Regions from separate parts of the Pan paniscus genome. Here region 2 is linked to region 1. The links are chromatin contacts, called in public Hi-C maps. All regions are on one chromosome and are shown on one strand. The core of a region is the stretch at or near the end of the contact, and the rest is flanking DNA. Distances in the headings are between cores, read along the strand shown. Region 1 holds the start of GUCY2F (guanylate cyclase 2F, retinal). Region 2 holds the start of KCNE5 (potassium voltage-gated channel subfamily E regulatory subunit 5).

What was found. Hi-C and Micro-C count contacts between places; a contact is called where the count stands out from the background.
Region 2: a Hi-C map of fibroblasts shows a contact between it and region 1, with 6 times the contacts expected there. The contact joins the promoter of KCNE5 here to the promoter of GUCY2F in region 1. A contact is called at or near these places in 2 of 3 Hi-C or Micro-C datasets (fibroblasts and induced pluripotent stem cells).

The regions. Positions count from the first base shown.
Region 1 is chrX:108,969,292-108,975,527 of NHGRI_mPanPan1-v2.0_pri, reverse strand. It overlaps GUCY2F (guanylate cyclase 2F, retinal), which reads left to right and starts at 1,910. Exons shown (of 20, transcript XM_003822021.5): 1 at 1,910-2,130.
Region 2 is chrX:109,111,402-109,118,266 of NHGRI_mPanPan1-v2.0_pri, reverse strand. KCNE5 (potassium voltage-gated channel subfamily E regulatory subunit 5) reads left to right here and starts at 2,296. Exons shown (of 1, transcript XM_003822025.6): 1 at 2,296-4,235. The coding sequence starts at 2,915. The coding sequence ends at 3,343. ACSL4 (acyl-CoA synthetase long chain family member 4) reads left to right here. Exons shown (of 16, transcript XR_010111199.1): 16 at 3,614-4,235.

The sequences.
Region 1 (6,236 bases), core at 661-3,160:
TTTTGGAACATTCCTTGAATGATGGTCCCTTGAACATCCTAGTCCTCATCAGAACCTTCTCATAAAATCCATACTGGGGTTGCTCATGGCACCATGCAGCACTACATAGAGAATGCTAACTGGGGCCCTCACTTGCACCAGTATTTCCATCAGGTCACCTGAAATTCTACAATTAGGGATTGTTTCCTTTGGGTAGTCACGGTGTGTTTCTGGAGACTCTATTAGAGTGCAAGCAGTCTTTGGAGGGATAGCACAAGGGTGCATTAGTGGAATATATCAAGGATAAATGTGAGCTTTCTTGGAGCCAAATAGTCTTGCGTTTAAATTTTCTGGCTCTATTACTTACTAGAATTAGAGTGTCTGAGTTCAAATTCTGTCTCTACTGACCAGTGGCTGTGTGATTTTTGGTAAGTTACTGTAACATCTCTGGATGTCTGGGAATTCAAATAGTATCTATCTCGTGGGGTCACTGTGAAGATCTAAGGAGACAGGGCTTCCAAAAATGCCTGTCACATCATTGGCACTCAGTAAGTATGATTATTGCCTAATTTATCTCAGTCTTGGCATCCTCATTTACAAAATGGAAAGAATGGGTAATATCCACCTTCATGGTTGTTGTGAATATAAAGATGTACATATAAGTATAATGTACATATAAAATGCCTGTCATACTTAAATAAAAAACTGATAGATAGTAACAAGTGTTGGTAAGAATGTAGGCAAAAAAGAACCCTCATATGTTGCTGGTGGGAATGCCAAATGGTGCATATACTTTGGAAAACAGTTTGTCAATTCAAAAAATATTAAACATAGAGTTATTATATGACCCAGCAATTCCCTGGGTATATGCCGAAGAGAAATAAAAACAATATGTCCATATAAAAACTTTTACACAAAAGTAATAAAAGCAGTATTCATAATAGCCCAAGGTGGAAACAACCTAAATTTCCATCAACTGATAATGTGGTATATCCAAAAAAGTGGAATATTATTTGGCCACAAAAGAAATGAAGTACTGATACAGGCTAGAACATGCATGAACCTTGAAAACGGTGTGCTAAATGAAAGAAGCCACTTGCAAAAGATCACATGTTGTATGATTCCATTTATATGAAATGTTCAGAATAGGAAAATCCATAGAGAAAGTAAATTAGTGGTGGCCTGGGGCTAGGAGGAGGAGAGAAATGGGGAGTGACTTTTAAACAAGAATGGAATTTCTTTGTGGGAATAATGAAAATGTTGCACAAGCTTGTGAATATACTTTAAAAAAACCCTAAATTATATACTTTTGTGGTAGATAAATTATATCTCAATAAAACTATTATTAAAAAACATTTCTCATTTAATATAAGTCATTTTTAGCCCTTAACACCTCAGTTCTCACGTTGGGAATCCAGAACGGGGCCCTGAGTGAATGATGCCCAGGACAGAGAGGGACTTCTTAAGGAAAAGGAATACATCTAAAGTATGGGGAAACAATGTCTCTGTACAAAGGTGTAGAGGGAAGTAGGGAGTCTCTCTTGGGAGGAAAGGCAGTGAAGGCACTTAAGGGGAATAGGAGAAGGAGACAAAATTCACCTGCTTTGAATTTTGCAGGGAGCCAGCCTGGATCACCTTTTATATTCTGGGCTGGAATCACAGCTGATGAATGTTTTGGCATTTAGAACTGTCCTGGAGAAAGGGCGATTGGTGGTTATTAGACAGAATGGAACAAGGAAGAACACAGAGGCAAAATCTGAGAGTTTGTGTCTGACTTTGAAAGGTAAAAGAAGGCAGTAGTCTGTGGAGGACGTATTTATCCAGAGGACTCTATTTGTTTGTTAATCTCTGGGTCATTGCATTTAGGTCAGCACTAACTCTGCTACAGGTGGGATCAATTTAAAGGATTAGAAGTGTCACTCTAAATCCTAATCCAAGTCTTGGTCTGCGGATGCTGAAGAGTGATTTTCAAAACATTTACTAACGCTTTCAATTATTTACCCCATTAATGGAATTTGTCAACAGACTGGAGTCCTTGACAGGATTGTGAATGCATAGAGGATGCAAAGAAATGGACACACTGAGGTAGCTATGCCAGTGGTCTGCATGCGCAGGCAGTAAACTGAAGACATTTGAGCGGTGAATTACTTGGTGAGTAGTTGACAGCTCTTGTTTATAAGAAAGATTGTAATGGGGGGAAAAAAGACACAGCCCACCTGGGAGCTGAGACGCTGATTGAGATACATTAGTTTTACTGCAATATGTAGTAAAAAAAGAAAAATTTAAAGAATGAAGGAAAGAAGGAAAGAAGGGTTAAAGAGAGCCTTCGAGATACTTTAAGTCAAGATTTGAGCTCAAAGGCTCATCCAAGCTTTCGTTTAGTTTCTCTCATGATTCTTTTTTTATTTCTTCCTGATGTTGTCTTATACAAGCTGTTAACTTGATTCAGGCTGTAATTAGAAAGACGAATCAATCTTTCATAGAAGTCCTCGGCTTGACAAGCTGGTATGAGGAGCCATTTCCCTCAGAGCTATTTGTCATAGTCTTTCTTTGTACATGTTTAACGAATAGTGGTTTTCTGTGTGAAGCCAGGCTTCCCATCAGATTGTAAAAACTACCTGAAATGAAATTATGCATCCCTATGGTCTAGCCACTTTCCATGGAAGTCTGATCCCATGCAGGTGTTCACACCTGAGTAACCTAGGCAATGGCCCCAGAACAACTGTGGGCCAGTAGTATTCTATTTCCAAAATTTCAAACCTTCAAACTTTGTTTTAGTTATATCCACATTTCCCATTAACCCCAGGAAAGACTTTAGTGAGCTAATTTTTTTCCTTAAACCAAAATCAGCAGGTGGAGGTTTAGGGCATCCTCCCCCTATCTTGCCCCTTTCTTTCCCTCCCTCCCTTCCTTCCTTCCTTCCTTCCTTCTTTCCTTCCTTCCTTCTTCTCTCCCTTCATTCCTCCCTCCCCTTCTTTCCTTCCTTCTTTCTCTTCTTCCCTCCTTCCCTCTCCCTTCCTCCCCCTTCCTCTTTTCCTTCCTTCTCTCTTCCTCCCTTCCTTCCTTCCTTCCCTTCTTTTTTTCTTTTTTCTTTTTTAAAGAATAAGTTTCCTTCTGTAAAATCTTGAGTTGGGGGATCAAGACTAAATCCTACAGCAACATAAAACTTTCTGGTTGTCCAGGGAGTCCTAACAGAGTTAGAAATATCACCAAATGCATCACATCGGTACCAGAAAAAATGTAAGGGCAGAACTTCAGCTTGGGAAATGTTTATCTTGCAGTTAACAAAGGGAAAAGAGCAACAAAAACTGAGAGTGAATGCCAAGGGGCACTTTGTGGCATGTGGCCTGAGGAGGGACCCGTGTTGTATGAATTTTAGAAATGGTATAAAAATTCTAACTTTTTAGAATTTGGGGTGGGCATTGTGCTTAGGAGTTACCTGGATTATAACACAAAAATGCCAGCCTTACACCTAGAATGGACAGTTAATCACTTTGATCTGAGGGGCACCAAAAGTTTCTTCATTTTTTTGCTCAAAAAGTAGTCCATCCTCCTTTGCCTACCTGCAACTGATGCTTGAAATAGACATTATATTATTAGAGATTAATTATTTTGGCATAAACTTCTCCCCAGCCCTTAAGAGAGAACAAACACCACTGGCTGGGGAGGAATACAGGAAAGTGTCAAATATTATCATTCATTTACATATTAGTGCAAATCATTTAAAGAGTTTCTTTCTTTAGAGTTGTTTTCTCTCCATTAACGAGAAGGCAGAGAGAGCTGTGCTAGAAGTCTGAAGACAAACTTTACCCCTTGATAATTTTGCCAAAGGTGGGTCTTGATTAAGGCCTAAAATAGAGCATTTTAAATAACATGGTAATACAAAACATTTTATTTGTGCTCCATATCTCCTCTTCAGTATTAATTCAACATATATTTTTTGCGCACCTACTATGTGTCAGGCACTGCGAAGGGCACTGGAGATTTAATGTTAAGCAAAAGCAAGCAGGGAACTTACTAACTTGGTTTTCTCCCTCCTGAGGTACATGCTTGCTTTTCTTGTTTAGATTTCTTGGCCAGGCCCTTATACTCTCCCATTTTTTTTTTTTTTTTTTGTAGTTAGTCTTAGCACAGACCAACTTCTCAACGTGTGTTTGTTATTAATGATAATAAGATAACCAGTGATTTTAGGAGCCCAGGTTTTCAGTGTAGCATAACTCCAGCATTGTCGGGGAGTGGGGTCTTCACATCACAGATGCTTGACAGAGGATTCCAGGCCAAAATTAAAAATGATCAGGAACTGGATCTACCAGATAGAAGCAAGTACTTTGGGGGAATCCAACTCCAGTGAGAAGCTAATTAGAGCAGCAAAGGCTAGAAAATGTTGAATGAACTCAGCAGTTTCAAAGTGCAGAGGTTTAGAAAAGTAACTTCCTAGACAAAGTACAGAATCCCAGGATGGATGGAGGTCAGAGAATAAAGGGACTTGCTGATCTGCTAGTCCAGCTAAAGGGGAAAAAGGAGAGACCTAGAGTAGGCAACAATCTGTTCGGGTCACGTGGTGAGTCGGTGCAGAATTGGGTCCAGGACCCTGGCCTTCTGATTCCCAGTGCAGTCCTCTTTCCAAATAGGGAGGAAGAACCAGTGTTTATTGAAAGACAACTGTGCACTTAGTATTCTAACTTATTTACTTCTTTATCTCAAAATGATTAAATTAAATTTACCCCCACTTTGCAGATGAGGAAGTTGAAAATTGGGGCTAATATGCTGAAGGGTGTACCCTCAAGATTTCCATTCTCAAAGATTAGGATTAGCTTTACATAGAATACAGTGGAACTGGTGCTCCCCACCCCCAGCTGTGCAGCACTGTGCCCTGAGTGAGGAGTCAGTGGGCAGTCCCAGGGCTAGGCTTGAACACTAGTAGCAAATTACTTCTGGTTGGATAATGAATTTCTTGGTGGCTCCTCCCAATTTACTCTGCCCCTCCCCAACTCTACCTAATTTATTCTTTCATGGGTGACTGGGGAACTTCTTTAAACTGCAAATGAATGATTCGAACTCAGTTTGAGTAATATAGCAGGTATAATAATGGTAGTCTCATTGACTTCATAGATGAGGGGCTATCTGCAGAACTTCTATCTAGTACAGGGCTCAATCAACTGGGGTGCAAATCTCCATTCTACCGTGGTTTGCCCTTAGACAAGTTACTTACCCTTTCTGAGCCTCAGTTTCATCATCTGTAAATAGTGATGATAATAACACCTACTTCAAAGGACTGTGATGAGTTTTTTAAATTCAGTTTTTAAAATGAGACAATACATGGAAAGAGTGTAGCCCAGCATTTGACACACAGCAAGAACTCAGTATATCTTAGACTTTGTTAGTCTAAGTGCTAATTTCTGGATTAAATGCACAGATACTGGGAAGGAACCCATGAAACTAGTGTGTTTGGGGAAGAAGAGGCAGTATGTCGGCTTTCTTGCCCTGTTGCTGTGAATAGGGTTTTGTTTCCCATATAGAGCTGTCCTCACTGTTGCACATTCCTAGTGGTCAAAAGAGTGAGGCCTATAAGGACAGAGAGATAATGTAGTTCAATATCCTTGTCACAATACGGACCAGAAATAGAGACCCTTCCCATATTACTCCAGATGAGTGGCTCCTACAGTGTCCTGCCTCCCAAATTTTGTCATGGCAGAGAAAAGAGGGAGGCTGGAAGAAGCTGGAAGAGAAGCTTGTGGCTCTTGACTAGAGCTCAGCTCTGGGTTGGGAGCTCTTTGAAGCCTGAGTCAACACCTCACACTTCATCCATCCTGTATCTCACTCTCATGCATTCAACTTAGTGCACAGAATAGATCTAATTTTTTGGAGGCAGGTTAGACTGGATTATCTTTGAGGGCCTAGGAATAAATTTGAGGCTCTTATGCATATAATCAGCTCAGAATCATCTTTCCACTGTCCCCAAAGCAAAGTTAGAAGTCCTCCCCCATCCCACACACCCCTCAGCCACTGGCTTATGTTGTTTTGTGAACTGTTTGCTCCCCCAAGACTTTCTTGACTCTCATTCAAATCAGCTTTCACCAATATACGAATGTTGGGGCATACTATTTGTGGTAGGTCTTTAAGATTCACTAGATATGCCTCAGATTGGTCTCTTCAGGAGTCAAGGTTTCTCATAAAATTAGGAGTGAGAGTCAAGATAATAACCAACAGGGCTGGCACAGACAGAATTGTTGCTGCCCATAAACAACCAGTTTGGC
Region 2 (6,865 bases), core at 1,047-3,546, 140 kb before region 1:
ATATTTGACCTGAGGTAATGAGAACATGGATTAAGCTTGTGGCAATAAAACCAGAAAGGAAGGAGCAGAGGGATCTGAGACATGCTACCAAGAATCAGAGCTAGAGATTCAAATTTGGCTAAATATATGCCAAGTGGTAGGTGAAACCATGTAAGAGACACTCTTCAAGGAAATGGGTGTTGAGAGAGAATAGCTGAGGACTGAGTCTTTGGGGATTCCAACAGTTAATGGGAGGAGGAAAGAAGAGGAGCCAGCAAAGGAGGCAGAGAATGATGGGTCAGAGAGATAAGAAGAGAAATTTGAGAATGCAATGCCACAAGAGCCAAGGGTAGGACAGTTACAGGAAGGAGTGGGTGGTTGATGGTTTCAAATTCATCCTCGAGGTCAAAGATGCAAAGGGAGCAGAGACCCCTGAATTTGACCGGGAGGTCACTGGTGAACTGACTTATAGAAAGTAGTTTTGGCAGAAAGCACTGGACTCTAGAAGGTTCAAGAGGAGGGAGAGGTGGGAAAATGGAGGTAGCTCATGAATACCACCCATTTGACACAAGTAATGTGTGAGGACTGAGAAGAAGAAGGTCAAACTTTATAATTCCAGTCCTGCTACTTAACCAGTCTGAACCTCAGTTTCCTCTTTGGAAAATGAGAATCCTATTAGCTCATAAGGCTGTTGAAATTAGAAAACAAGTTTAAATGATTATTTTTATGTTACAGTAAAGGGGTTTCTTCCTCCTTTCCTCTAAAAAAAAAAAAAAAAAAAAAAACCCTAGCTATTTCTAGGTATATGTTAACACAGCAGTCCTCAACCTTTTTGGCACCAGAGACTGGTTTTGTGGAAGACAATTTTTTTCATGGACACTGGGGAGGGGTGGATAGTTTCAGGATGAAACTGTTTCACTTCAGATCATCAGGCATTAGATTCTCATAAAGAGCATGCAATTGTAGATCCATGGCATGCGCAGTTCACAATACGGTTTGAGCTCCTCTGAGACTCTAATGCCACTGCTGATCTGACAGGAGGTGCAGCTCAGGCGATAATGCTCACTTGCCCTCTGCTCACCTCTTTCTGTGCGGCTGGTTCCTAACAGGCCAAGGTCCAGCAGCCTGGGAGGTTGGGGACTCCTGTTTTAACAGATAAGAGAAGTCTTTTTAGCTCAACAGTCATATCACTAGGTTAGCAGTGCTTTGAAAATTCTCTGGCTGTGTCCTCTGGCATTCATCCTGCCAAGTTGCTTTAACAATTCTTTCCTGAGCCCCTCTGAGGTGAGAATATTGAGGCAAGGTGATTAGAAGGGAGCCAGTGTCAGGGTCATGTGGAATGTCTCTGAGGCCTGTTTAGAGGCTGTGAAGCAAGGCTCTGTTTGAGACCCTGGATACAGTTTGGTGCCAACCTCACCTGAACACACAGAAGGCTACAGCCCCTGGGTGGATGGTGGGCTGAAGAACGGTTGGGGAAGAGGCATCGGAAAACCTTCCTTTTTTAACCCATGGCACCTATAGATTGAATGGTCCCTGGACTGAACGGTCTTGAACAGGCAGCATTATTTTCAAGGTGTGCCTAAGGTCATACACTTTTCTTGCTTTCTGCTCTCATTTGGCAACTATGGACAACCAGACCTAGCCAGCACTACCTCATTTTTTCTACCCCACCATCTACAAACCAACCCTTTTCCTTTGTGAAGCTCAGTCTGTTTCCAATTTAACATATCTGGCCTGATCTTTGTCTTGGTGCCTTGTTTTCCCCTAAAAAAAGACAGCCTTTGAGAAAAAAATGGCTGCCCTAAAAGCCATTAGGGCCTAGACCTGTTACCAAGTCTAGAGAGGCACACAGCTGTTTGCTGGCCTAACTGGGAGTAGGGTGAGCATATTCTCTAGAACTGGCACTTTTCAGATCCCGAGATATCCACAGAGTGTAGTCAAAGGGCCTTTTAAAATGTGCATGCTACTCTTATTGGAAGAACTTGGTTTCACTTCTGGGAAGATGGCTTACCCATGGGAAACAGGCTCCCATTATGAATAGTACATTCATGTGCTAAGATGTGTTGACTTTTCAAAAAGTGTCATAGGACATCAGAGCAGGGGTGCTTCCAAGAAGGTGTAATATCACTTATATCACCAGAAACCATTTTGGATAACCAGGGAGTTCTACTCTGCCTTGGCCTTCTAGCAGGTGCCTGAGCACTCAGTCACCAAATTCAGCCTGAGCATCTTCTGAATAAGATGCTCTCCTCCGACAAGGTGGGAGGGGGGTGAAAAGGGGGGCGGGGGGAAAAGGAAAGGAATGAGGACTAGAAAGATAGGCCTGGGTCCCTGTATATGGGAGTAACTTCCATAAAATGTGGACAAGGGGTCTCTGCTGCGGAAAGGCGTCTGCCCTCTCCCTTGAGCGCCCCAAGGCAGAGCTGCCTTAGGGTGCCAAATGCTGTATCTGGGCCAAAGCCTGGCCTGCAGGGCAGGTGGCCAGAACTTGGAAGGAATTCTCTTCCGCAGCCCAGGGTCCAGGCTTGGCCCCAGCAAGCTGCCCTGCCAGCGTCTGCTGCCTGGGGCCTCGCGCATTCCGAGCCCCCGCCCCCTCCGCCCGTCTCCCAGCCTCGCCCCCACTCTTGTCCCCTTCTCCTCCCCCCACCAGCTGTCCCCTTTCCCTGGAGCAGCGAGACAGCCAGAGCCTGGGAAGAGGCGGCCGCGGGCCGGAGGGGGCGTGGTGGGGAAGGGGAGGAGGGGCGGGAGTGAGGGAATAAGGAGGCCCCGCGGTCGGCGCCCCCAGCCACTGCGCGCTCGCCGGAGAGCTGGGTGCCACCGCTGTTTCCGCTGCTGAGCCCTGCCCGCCGGCCGGCCCGCTCGCTAGCTCGCTTCCCCTCGCCCAGGGGGAAAGGTCAGCAGCGTCCTGGAGCCGCCGTGTCACTCCCCGAAAGCCATGAACTGCAGCGAGAGCCAGCGGCTGCGAACCCTTCTGAGCCGCCTGTTGCTCGAGCTGCACCACCGGGGTAATGCCAGCGGCTTGGGCGCTGGCCCTGGTCCCAGCATGGGCATGGGGGTCGTGCCTGACCCTTTCGTGGGCCGCGAGGTGACCAGCGCCAAGGGCGACGACGCCTATCTCTACATCCTGCTCATCATGATCTTCTACGCCTGCTTGGCCGGAGGCCTCATCCTGGCCTACACCCGCTCCCGTAAGCTCGTCGAGGCCAAGGACGAGCCGTCCCAGGCTTGCGCCGAGCACGAATGGGCCCCGGGAGGCGCCCTGACCGCCGACGCCGAGGCTGCCGCGGGCTCCCAGGCCGAGGGCCGCCGCCAGCTTGCCTCCGGGGGGCTGCCTGCCCTCGCCCAGGGCGCTGAGCGGGTCTAAAACCACAGCCCCAGGTTGCTGGTTCGCGCCCTCCTCATCTCGCTCATCCCTGGGCGCGCCTCCCACCTTCCACCCCCAACTCCCTTCCAGGGTTCGCCTCATCTGAGGCCCAGATAATGGTGAGAGGCCAGGAGACCTTGTCTGGAAGGCCCTGGAAGGAGAAGCACCACCTTACCCATTCGGGCCAGTTTCTCCCTCTTCACCCCTGCGCCTCCACCCCTACCCCGCACATCCAACTGCACTAAACTGCCTCTGCTCTCTTGTCTTCAGACAGCCCTGACAGCACGCTCCAGCCCTCTGGGAACTGAATCCAACACGTCCAACACTTGGCACTGAACTGAAGCAATGCATTCTATCAGAACTCTGGGCCGTCTAACTGGCAGCTGCTCCAGGGGCTGCCAGGGACTGCTCACTCTGCAGAGCCAACGGGCTTGCCAGGCCGACTGCAGCAGCTCCAGCTTCCAGTTGCCTTAGGGACAGAGACAAAGGAAATGAAGAGACCTCAGACATCTTTTCCCTCCCTCTCTCTTTCAGCAGGGAGCTAGCAGGACACTAGGACCAGTCTGTGGGATAGAATGAACTTAATGGGGGACGGAAGGGGGAGGAGTGCTCAACGGGGAGGGAAATGATCTATGACTCCAACTGTATGGTTTTCTTGCCTCCCCAGTTTTCATCCCAGTGGTAACGCCTGATTTTTGGTAGCTATGCCATCTTCTGCTGAGGATTACCATTACTGGGTGTATCACCCCAGTACTTCCAAATGCCTCTCCTCTATTGATTCAGTTGTTATTGCAGTGTCTGCTTCATCCGTGGAACTTGAGGCTCAGATGCCCCCTGCTCTGTAACCCTGGGGAATGTCAGAGGCAGGTAATAAAGGTTGTTTAAACAATAACGCAAGACTCTTCTCTCACAGATTCCAGCCTTAAGACCCAGTACCATATGGAGAAGGAATCCTTTTTCTTTTGCTTTTGGAAATGATGTTTGGATTTGGGGGTTGGGTGGTTGTGATATTTATATCTATATAACCAGTTCCAATTTGATATGTGTGATTATGGGTGAAGAAAATGTTTATATGGCTAAATGGGTTGTTTTTTCAAGTGTTTCAAAAGTTATACCTACTTTATTACTTATCCCTCCTTTTTTCTTATTTCTGAAGCACTTTCAAAGATCACAATGCAGTCTTTCAGGATGCACTTTAAAAAACCTTTAAGGCCCATCCCTTTTAGCTATTATCAAACCTAATTTTTAGAAGCCACCTTAATAATTGTTTTTATTTTACTTTTTTTGAGACAGAGTCTCGCTGTGTCACCCAGGCTGGAGTACAGTGGCGCAATCAAGGCTTACTGAAGCCTCTGCCTCCTGGGTTCAAGCGATTCTCCTGCCTCAGCCTCCCAAGTAGCCTCCTGAGTAGCTGGGATTACAGATGTGACCCATCATGCCCAGTTAATTTTTGTATTTTTAGTAGAGACGGGGGGTTTCACCATGTTGGCCAGGAGGGTCTCAAATTCCTGACCTCAAGTGATCCGCCTGTCTCGGCCTCCCAAAGTGCTGGGATTACAGGCGTGAGCCACTGCACCTAGCCAATAACTTTTTTGAAGTGGCTTATTAAAAGACAAGGAAGCCACCAAATAGTGTAAATCTGAAGTCAAAGAGAAAATTCTTGAACTGAGCAATCTTAACCAATGATGGGTAAAGTTAGAGGTGTGTGTTGTATTGATTTATTCTCCTTGTCTCAAGAAGGTTGTCAGAAACTTCCCTGCTTACAGCTGAAATGCTTATATCTGATGATGGCTGTTTGGGCTTCATCAACCACACATAAAATCACCTCTTAGAAGTAAGCCAATTTGCTTAAATATAGCTGGGTTCTCTGATAATGATAGCAGGACAAATATATTACCAGTCACTTAAATGCATTGATAACACACAAACCTCATTCAAGGCATTGGGTCTTACCTTCCAGCCCATCTAGCATTTTATTGGAACTGTTAATAAGTTAAGTGAACTTACTTTTATTTCCAGGATTCACTCCTTGAAGCTATACTGGCCTTGCCCCATTGGCTCTTCTCCAGTCCTCGTTCCAGCCATAAGGTCACCCCTGAAGGTGAGGGCCAGGGATTGGGCAGCAGTCCAAGACGATGACAGAAAGAGAAGGGAAGCTGTGTGAGCCATTTCAGCCAGGCAGGGAGGCCTGGGGAGGATGTGGAGGAAGGGCACAATATACAGCAATGCTGAGGACATGTGACGGGGCGGTCTTCAGTCCTGTATTCTAAGTAAAACAATGTCACTCATTTATCTGGCATAATGGGGACTCAAGATGATTATTATTAATTTTTTAAATTGAGACGGAGTCTTGCTCTGTCACCCAGGCTGGAGTGCAGTGTCGTGATCTTGGCTCACTGCAACCTCTGCCTCCCAGGTTCAAGTGATCCTCTTGCCTCAGCCTCCCGAGTAGCAGGGCTAAAGCCTGCGCCACCACGCTGGCTAATTTTTTTTTTTTAGTAGAGACGGGGATTCATCATGTTGGCCAGGCTGGTCTCAAACTCCTGACCTCAAGTGATCTGCCCACCTTGGCCTCCCAAAATGTTGGGATTACAGGCGTGAGCCACCACGCCCGGCCTCAAGGTTATTTTGATAATGAAGCATAATCACTGCTTCAGGTGTTGAAATTTTGTAAACACATTTGTACCATTTTCCCATAGACATTTAAAAGAATATATTGCCAACAATAAAAGAAGCTGGGAGCAGTTAGGACAGTGCTCATAATACACATTAATGTGCCAGCTGTGGAAAACAAATCCCATGGAAAATGTTCCTGCTTTTAAAAACATTTTAACCTTTTTATGATGACTTAGGGTACCCATGAAGAACATGTAGCAAGAGTAGCTATAGAACCCTCCTGGTCAGAAAAGTGAGGTGGGCTGGGAAGAGTGATTTAATTTACTTTCTAATGGTTTTTTCAAATACTCTCAGACTTTCAACTGTCTCCCAGATAATGAAGTTTTTCAGAAGTCTGGACACTCAACTTTTACCAGACAGTGGAGGTGTTAACAGCATTGAAGTGATCATATTGTGGTCAGCAAAACATAGGGAGAAGAAAGAAAAACTAGGTGCTTGGCCAACCCCCAGTTTTGATAATGTATCCCTGAATAGCAATAGCTGACTATACAAGTTGGAAAAATGTTAGCTTTGTCCTTAATGTGATTTTAAAGATGTTAAACATTCTAATAGAATGATTCTTTTTTTCACTCCACCAAGCAGTCTATTTCTCCTCTCTGCATAACCAGATCCTGTTTCAACTCAGGTTCAGATCTTCACTCCAAAATAATAAAGAAGCAAAAGACCTTTGCTTCCCGACTTGTAACTTGAGGCTTTCTGCAGAGGAACTAGGGGATGTTTTGAGTTTCAATGTCTGGAATTACTTATCGACAGTGCGAAAAGAAATGAAAGCTTTTCTTCTATTACAGACACAATTCTGCGTGTCAATTTTACTTTTCTAGAAGGATATAAGTGGGGTCTTTTGTT